Regions from separate parts of the Drosophila melanogaster genome. Here region 2 is linked to region 1. The links are chromatin contacts, called in public Hi-C maps. All regions are on one chromosome and are shown on one strand. The core of a region is the stretch at or near the end of the contact, and the rest is flanking DNA. Distances in the headings are between cores, read along the strand shown.

Region 1 (3,100 bases), core at 586-3,085:
AAAAAGTGATAGGGATCGTTAGCTCTGGTAATATTACCTTTTTTAGCTTAGTTGTGACGGAAATTCGGCTCAAAGAAGCTGGGTTCGGCAAAATCGAATTTTTCAGATTTAAAAGGTGGAATCGTTTGAAAATATTTATTTCAAAGAAGTGGGCAAATGTTAAAAACTAATTTTAATGGATGGACAATCGAAACTATTTAGTTTTAAAAGGTGGGCAAACGAATTTATTTATTTTTAAGAGTGGGCAAACGAAAAAAACTATTTTTAAAGGGTGGGCAAACGAAATAATTTATTTTTAAAGGATGGTCAAGCGTTTTTTATTGAACATTTTTATTTTAAAGAGGTGGGCTAGTGAAATTGGATATATTTAAAGAGGGCAATCGAAAAAAATTTTGTTAAAGGTTTTTTGAGGGTGGTCAAACGTTAAAAACTAATAATACTGGTTGGGCAAACGTTTTTTATTGATAATATTTCGTTTTAATATATGATCAAACCAAAGACACTGGAATAATAAATAATAATATAATAATAATAATAAAATTCTAATGTCTTTGGTCAAACGCTTTATTCTCTGAGTGGAGGTAAACTTAAATGACTTATATTTTCTAAAGTATACATTTTTTTCAAAATTCCAAAGTGTAGGCAAACAATGTTATTGCGATTTAAAAAAAATAATATTTGAAAAAAGTCAACTTTTTGATTTTCGAAAATTTTTGAACTTTTTCGAAAATTCATATCTCAAAAACTGGACTAATTGGGCAAATGGGCAAACGATTCCTGCTTTTAAACATCAAAAATTCGATATTTCCGAACCCAGCTTCTTTAAGCTACATTTACAAGACTAATTAAATTATGAAAACATATCCAAAAATTTTTAAAAAATGTGCGCGCGGTAATTTTGGGCGGCTTAGGGCGTAAGAGTGGGCGTGGCAAAAAGTTTTATGGCAAATCGATAAAAATCTACAACACTAAAAATATGAAAAAATATCAACAGATTTTTCAAAAGTGTGAGCATGGTAGTTTTGTGTCATTTATGGGCGTGGCAACATGGGTGAACAAACTTACGACGAGTCGATGTCTATAGAAAGTGTATGCTTAATCTCAACCTTCTAGCTTTTATAGTTCCTGAGATCAAGACGTTCATACGGATAGACGGACAGATTCACTCTACGAATCTCCTTTGCGCAATACAATATCAATATTTTAGAATTGATTCCTAGAACAAAAATTTGTTAGAATTTCATGGGTTCAGCTTATTTTAATAAGTCAAAAATGTTTATTTCAATCTCGCTATTATGCTAAATTTTTTGTATTAAACTTATTTTATGGTATAATTTAGAGGGCTCTAGCAATTTATTTTACTTACTAACTAACTTAAAATTAATTCCATTTAATTTGCTGTTTCACAGGCATCTACCCAATCATTGTAAACATCGATAGGTTCTGAAAGGAAGTTAATTCCCGTTTGAAAATCCTCCAAGCACACCCTACAAGTTATTTTCGCTGTATTTCTGCTTTTATCCCTGAAATTATAAAATAAAGAGTTGTTTTAATAAATTTAGGTTTTGGACTTACATATAGAACCAAATAAAATCTATATGTCTACATATTCGGTCGAATAATAGTAGAATCAGAACTGTCCTGAATATGTACATTTTAACCTCACACGATTTTTCATGGTTGCAAAATGGACAATTAAATTGTTGATCAAGGGGTTCAATATTCTTTCTCTTCGGAGGCGGTTTTCTTTTAGACTTCCTTCTCCCCATTTTTTAAAGCCTCTACAGTTTTTCCACTGTGCGCGGCTACAGCAATCAAATAACAATTCCGAAAATGCTAAGATAACGAAATATTTTTGTACAAATTAACCAGTTCAACCCTTTTTCACGCATACCCAATTTAAGAATAGGCTTTATACCCGATTCACACATGTCGGTCCCTCACTTCTTATTGGCACTATTTCATAACCCCACAGAACGTTTGTTTAAATATATAAACCTTTTGCCAGTTTAAGTAGTAAATTATATAATACAATATTTATACGCACTTTAAATTGTGACGCAAATGCGAACAATTAACGTAAAAGTGGCTTATTTTGTAAATGCAATAGATATAAGGAAGAGTTTCTGACCCATGAATGTAATATAATCTCAATTAGAAACACTTGCCTAGTCGCTTTTGCGATATCCCTCCGTCGTTTCGACCATAATGTTGAGATACCGGTAACTATGGAGGCTATTTGAAGCAACATTCTAGTAAAGCATTCGGTTCGCAAGCTCAAACAGATCAAAACTGTCCATTACATTATGGGACTGACCAGGTACTATCGATATGCCAATCAACTTTTTGGGATCTCCCATAAAGCAGATTGCCACGATTCTTTTTATAATGTATGGAAGATCTGGACTGTGACGGGACCTGTGAATGGCTTATCCCTCTTATCATTACACTTAATTATATCTTACCGCATTTAATGCACTTTTTTATATACATATATCAAATTTTAAGGTATATGCGCATCTTCGTATTCTATAATATATTTCACAAATCTAATTATTGTATTTGCTTCCTTTGTGTCTAGTCAACTGCCACTATTCCATCAAACTCCTTCAGCCATTTTATAATAATTTGATACGCCTTAATTGATCAGAGTACTCAATGTCAATGCCAGCATTCATTACTTTCTTCGCATTCTCTACAAAAGATTCAAAATACAAAATCACTAATAGAAAATAAGTTTTTGATAGTTTTTTGATAAAATGATGTCTAAAATATGTATTCTTGTTTATCGAAAAATTTTTTTTTTTAATTTTTCATTTTAATTTAGATATTTCTAAAAGTTTTATTTAATTTATTGAAGGTTCTTAACCGAGCTATTTGGATCGTTGTTTTTCTTTCTATACCACCCTCAACGTCACCGGATTTATGTTGTATTTCAGGACAGCTGATTTGAATAAATAATGTAATGTAAATCATAGCTCAGTCGCAGCCATACCGAGCCTGACATTTGCAACTGGAATCTATAAGTTTGTGCTTTAGATTAAAGACTGAGCTAAAAATGTATTATTATAATACTCGTTATTCGTAGAGTAGAGTATCG
Region 2 (3,119 bases), core at 112-2,611, 180 kb after region 1:
AATACTACAATATTTCTATGCTATATTTAAATAATAATAGCACTAAGGCAATGCAGAGAAAACATATTTCACATGATGCCAATTGACCGAAATTATTATAGTTATTATTATAAATTAGTTATTATATAAATTATTATAGTTATTCTAGTGCCAGCAACCGGCTGCAGAGCTCTCCGGTCTCTGGCTCTGACTGTTGTTATTCTAGTGCCTATGCAAATAACATTTGTCGCTTATGAAATTGGTTACTTTCAAAACATTTTTAAATCTGAACCTGTATATCGGTATCAAAAATATAATCGTGCATGATCCGGTAATCGAATTCGTATGAATTTTATGATTCCGCTTTTGGTCGTAAACCAATTTTGACTTTTGTCTGGCCGAAATGTAAAAATGCCTTTTAATACCCGTTATTTGTAGAGTAAAAGACTTACTGGATTCGTTGAAAATTATGTAACAAGCAGAAAGAGCGTTTACGACTATACAAAACATATTATTGAACAGGATCAATAGCCGAGTCGATCTAGCCATGTACGTCTGTCTATATGAACATCGAGATCTCAGCATACAGGTTCTAGAGGCAAAGACGCAGCGCAAGTTTGGTGACCCGCCCACTCTAACGCACGCAAACCTCCAAAAACTGGCACGCCTACACTTTTGAAGAACGTGTTGTTTATTTTTAACATTTTAATTATTTTTATAATTTTTTTTATTTGCAACAAAATTTTTTCGCACTAGCTGAGGAACGGGTATCTGATAGGCGAGGAACTCGCCTCCGATGTGACAAGCACACATTTGCTGTCGACAACAACAAATTTCGATTTGCTAAGGTGTCGCTAAGTACGTCGTCAAAAGTTATTGCGGGAAAACGAAACAGGCAGGTAAAAATATTTATACCATATATTAAAATGCTTTCATTAAAAAATAAATAAAAACTGTGAAAAATGGGGTAGCTATTTTGTATGAAAAACAATTGCAAACAGCAATTTCTGCGTCCGTCTGGCTTCAAAACAAACGATTTCAAATATATAAAGGATATCTTCACGTTGTTTGATTTTGACAAAGAAAAAAGTCAGTTGTTTGAGCAGCAAGAAACGAAATAAAGCGAAATAGCATAGAAATAACGCATAGCACTATAGCAAAAATTATTTGAAAACCAGAGCACCTAATAACGAAATTAAAAGACTTTTCCCAAATCGAATGCGATAAGATAAATTAACATGGAACGGAACATGCTGGGATGTTTTAAAAATAATACAATTCTGTGAGAAAGGGGTATAATTCCGTTTTACAATGTTTCATGCATTAGGGTAAGTATATCCCAAAGCAACTCTGAGCTTGTTTGTCGTGTGATCCAACTCATTGCTTCCTTCTTTTGGAATATTTCCGTGCTGTAAGTTGGTTGTGCATTCGGGTCAATAATTTTTCTTTAGTACGAGATCATTTCGGAAATAAGTTTATATATTATTTTCGGTCCTTTTAAAATGTTTTTAAGTTTGTATGATGATTTTTTCCATGCACCACTCTGAGCTCAGTGTAGATTATGGATATCTGACGGATGTTATGTTCGTTTTTGTACTCACATTGCTATGTAACATTGATACGAATTATTATCTGTTCTAGATTGTAATATGTACAGTTTAAGAAGTTGATGGACCGATGATGTGACAGTTATAAAATAAATAATGAATTTGTTACTAGGTCTATCAAATTGCAGAGATGGGGGCTTATCGGTACATGCAGGAACTTTATAGGAAGAAGCAGAGCGATGTGATGCGCTACTTGCTACGTATTCGCGTTTGGCAATACCGCCAACTAACGAAATTGCATCGTTCGCCAAGACCTACTCGCCCGGATAAAGCAAGACGTTTAGGATACAGAGCCAAACAGGGGTTCGTGATTTATAGAATCCGTGTTCGCCGCGGAGGTCGCAAGCGTCCAGTTCCCAAAGGATGCACTTATGGCAAGCCGAAGAGTCATGGTGTAAACCAGTTAAAACCATATCGTGGTTTGCAATCCATTGCTGAGGTAAGAAAAAACGAAATTTGCTAACCACACGTTCGAACAAGTTGATGACAACCCCTTTTGACATACAATATATGTTGACATTAACTTCCTTAGATGTCTGAAATATTCTTGTCCAATTAAGAGGTCCTCACCAAAAAACACTGAAATATATCATGAATTTTATTTTCTTGTAGGAACGTGTTGGTCGTAGACTTGGCGGCTTGCGAGTTTTGAACTCGTATTGGATTGCGCAAGATGCTTCTTATAAATATTTTGAAGTAATCTTAATTGATACTCATCACAGTGCTATTCGTCGTGATCCAAAAATTAACTGGATCTGCAAGCATGTCCACAAGCATCGTGAATTGCGTGGCCTTACATCAGCTGGAAAAAGTTCGCGTGGCATTGGCAAGGGATATAGATACTCCCAGACAATTGGTGGATCTAGGCGTGCTGCTTGGAAGCGCAAGAACCGTGAGCACATGCACAGAAAACGATAAATTGTGAAGCATTTATTTTATCGGTTAAATAAAGCACTTCGTGCACGCAAAGAACATATCTAAAAAATATATTTTTTGAAAAGAGCTTTTAAACGCAAAAATAGATATAGTAACAGGTTTTCGCATTTTTGGTTTGGCATATTGGTTTATTAGGAATTTTGGTTTAAAATATAAAATTTCTTTCATCTACATTAACTTCCAGTTTTTATTTTCAAAAATGTACTAAGACCATTTTTCGGCAAGACTCCAATTCTTTTACAAAAAATTTTAAAATATATGCAAATAATCCCTTTTTCGTTTAGCGGATCTAACAAAAAAGTACCTCAAGGTTGAGCAAAAAATCTCATTTGAACGACGATGGGCACGCAAACGTATTTTTGCTTGTTATAGCTCTTCTGCTTCATATCTAAAAAATGCCATATCGAAAGATATTGGAAAATGAAACAATATTAAATTTAAAAAAATGTTCAAAAGCGAGGGCGTGGTTGTTTTGGGACTTATGTAGGTGTAAGAACGGGCGTGGCGGCTTGTATTTAAATAATATTAAAACGTTTTTTGAAAAGCTTAAGCGTGACAACATTCGGAAACACAATTGCGCTGCGCTTATTGTGTTTC

What was found. Hi-C and Micro-C count contacts between places; a contact is called where the count stands out from the background.
Region 2: a Hi-C map of the S2 cell line shows a contact between it and region 1, with 3 times the contacts expected there. A contact is called at or near these places in 3 of 107 Hi-C or Micro-C datasets (the S2 cell line and wing imaginal disc) and 5 of 7 datasets of targeted methods (the Kc167 cell line and the S2 cell line).

The regions. Positions count from the first base shown.
Region 1 is chr3L:27,082,071-27,085,170 of dm6, forward strand. It overlaps CG40228, which reads right to left and starts at 1,836. Exons shown (of 2, transcript NM_001110956.3): 1 at 1,654-1,836; 2 at 21-1,523. The coding sequence starts at 1,769. The coding sequence ends at 1,391.
Region 2 is chr3L:27,265,894-27,269,012 of dm6, forward strand. It overlaps RpL15 (Ribosomal protein L15), which reads left to right and starts at 1,362. Exons shown (of 3, transcript NM_001258469.1): 1 at 1,362-1,630; 2 at 1,699-2,025; 3 at 2,199-2,552. The coding sequence starts at 1,717. The coding sequence ends at 2,504. It overlaps snoRNA:Me18S-G1358c (small nucleolar RNA Me18S-G1358c), which reads left to right and starts at 1,490; the gene lies at 1,490-1,557. It overlaps snoRNA:Me18S-C419 (a small nucleolar RNA gene), which reads left to right and starts at 2,061; the gene lies at 2,061-2,130.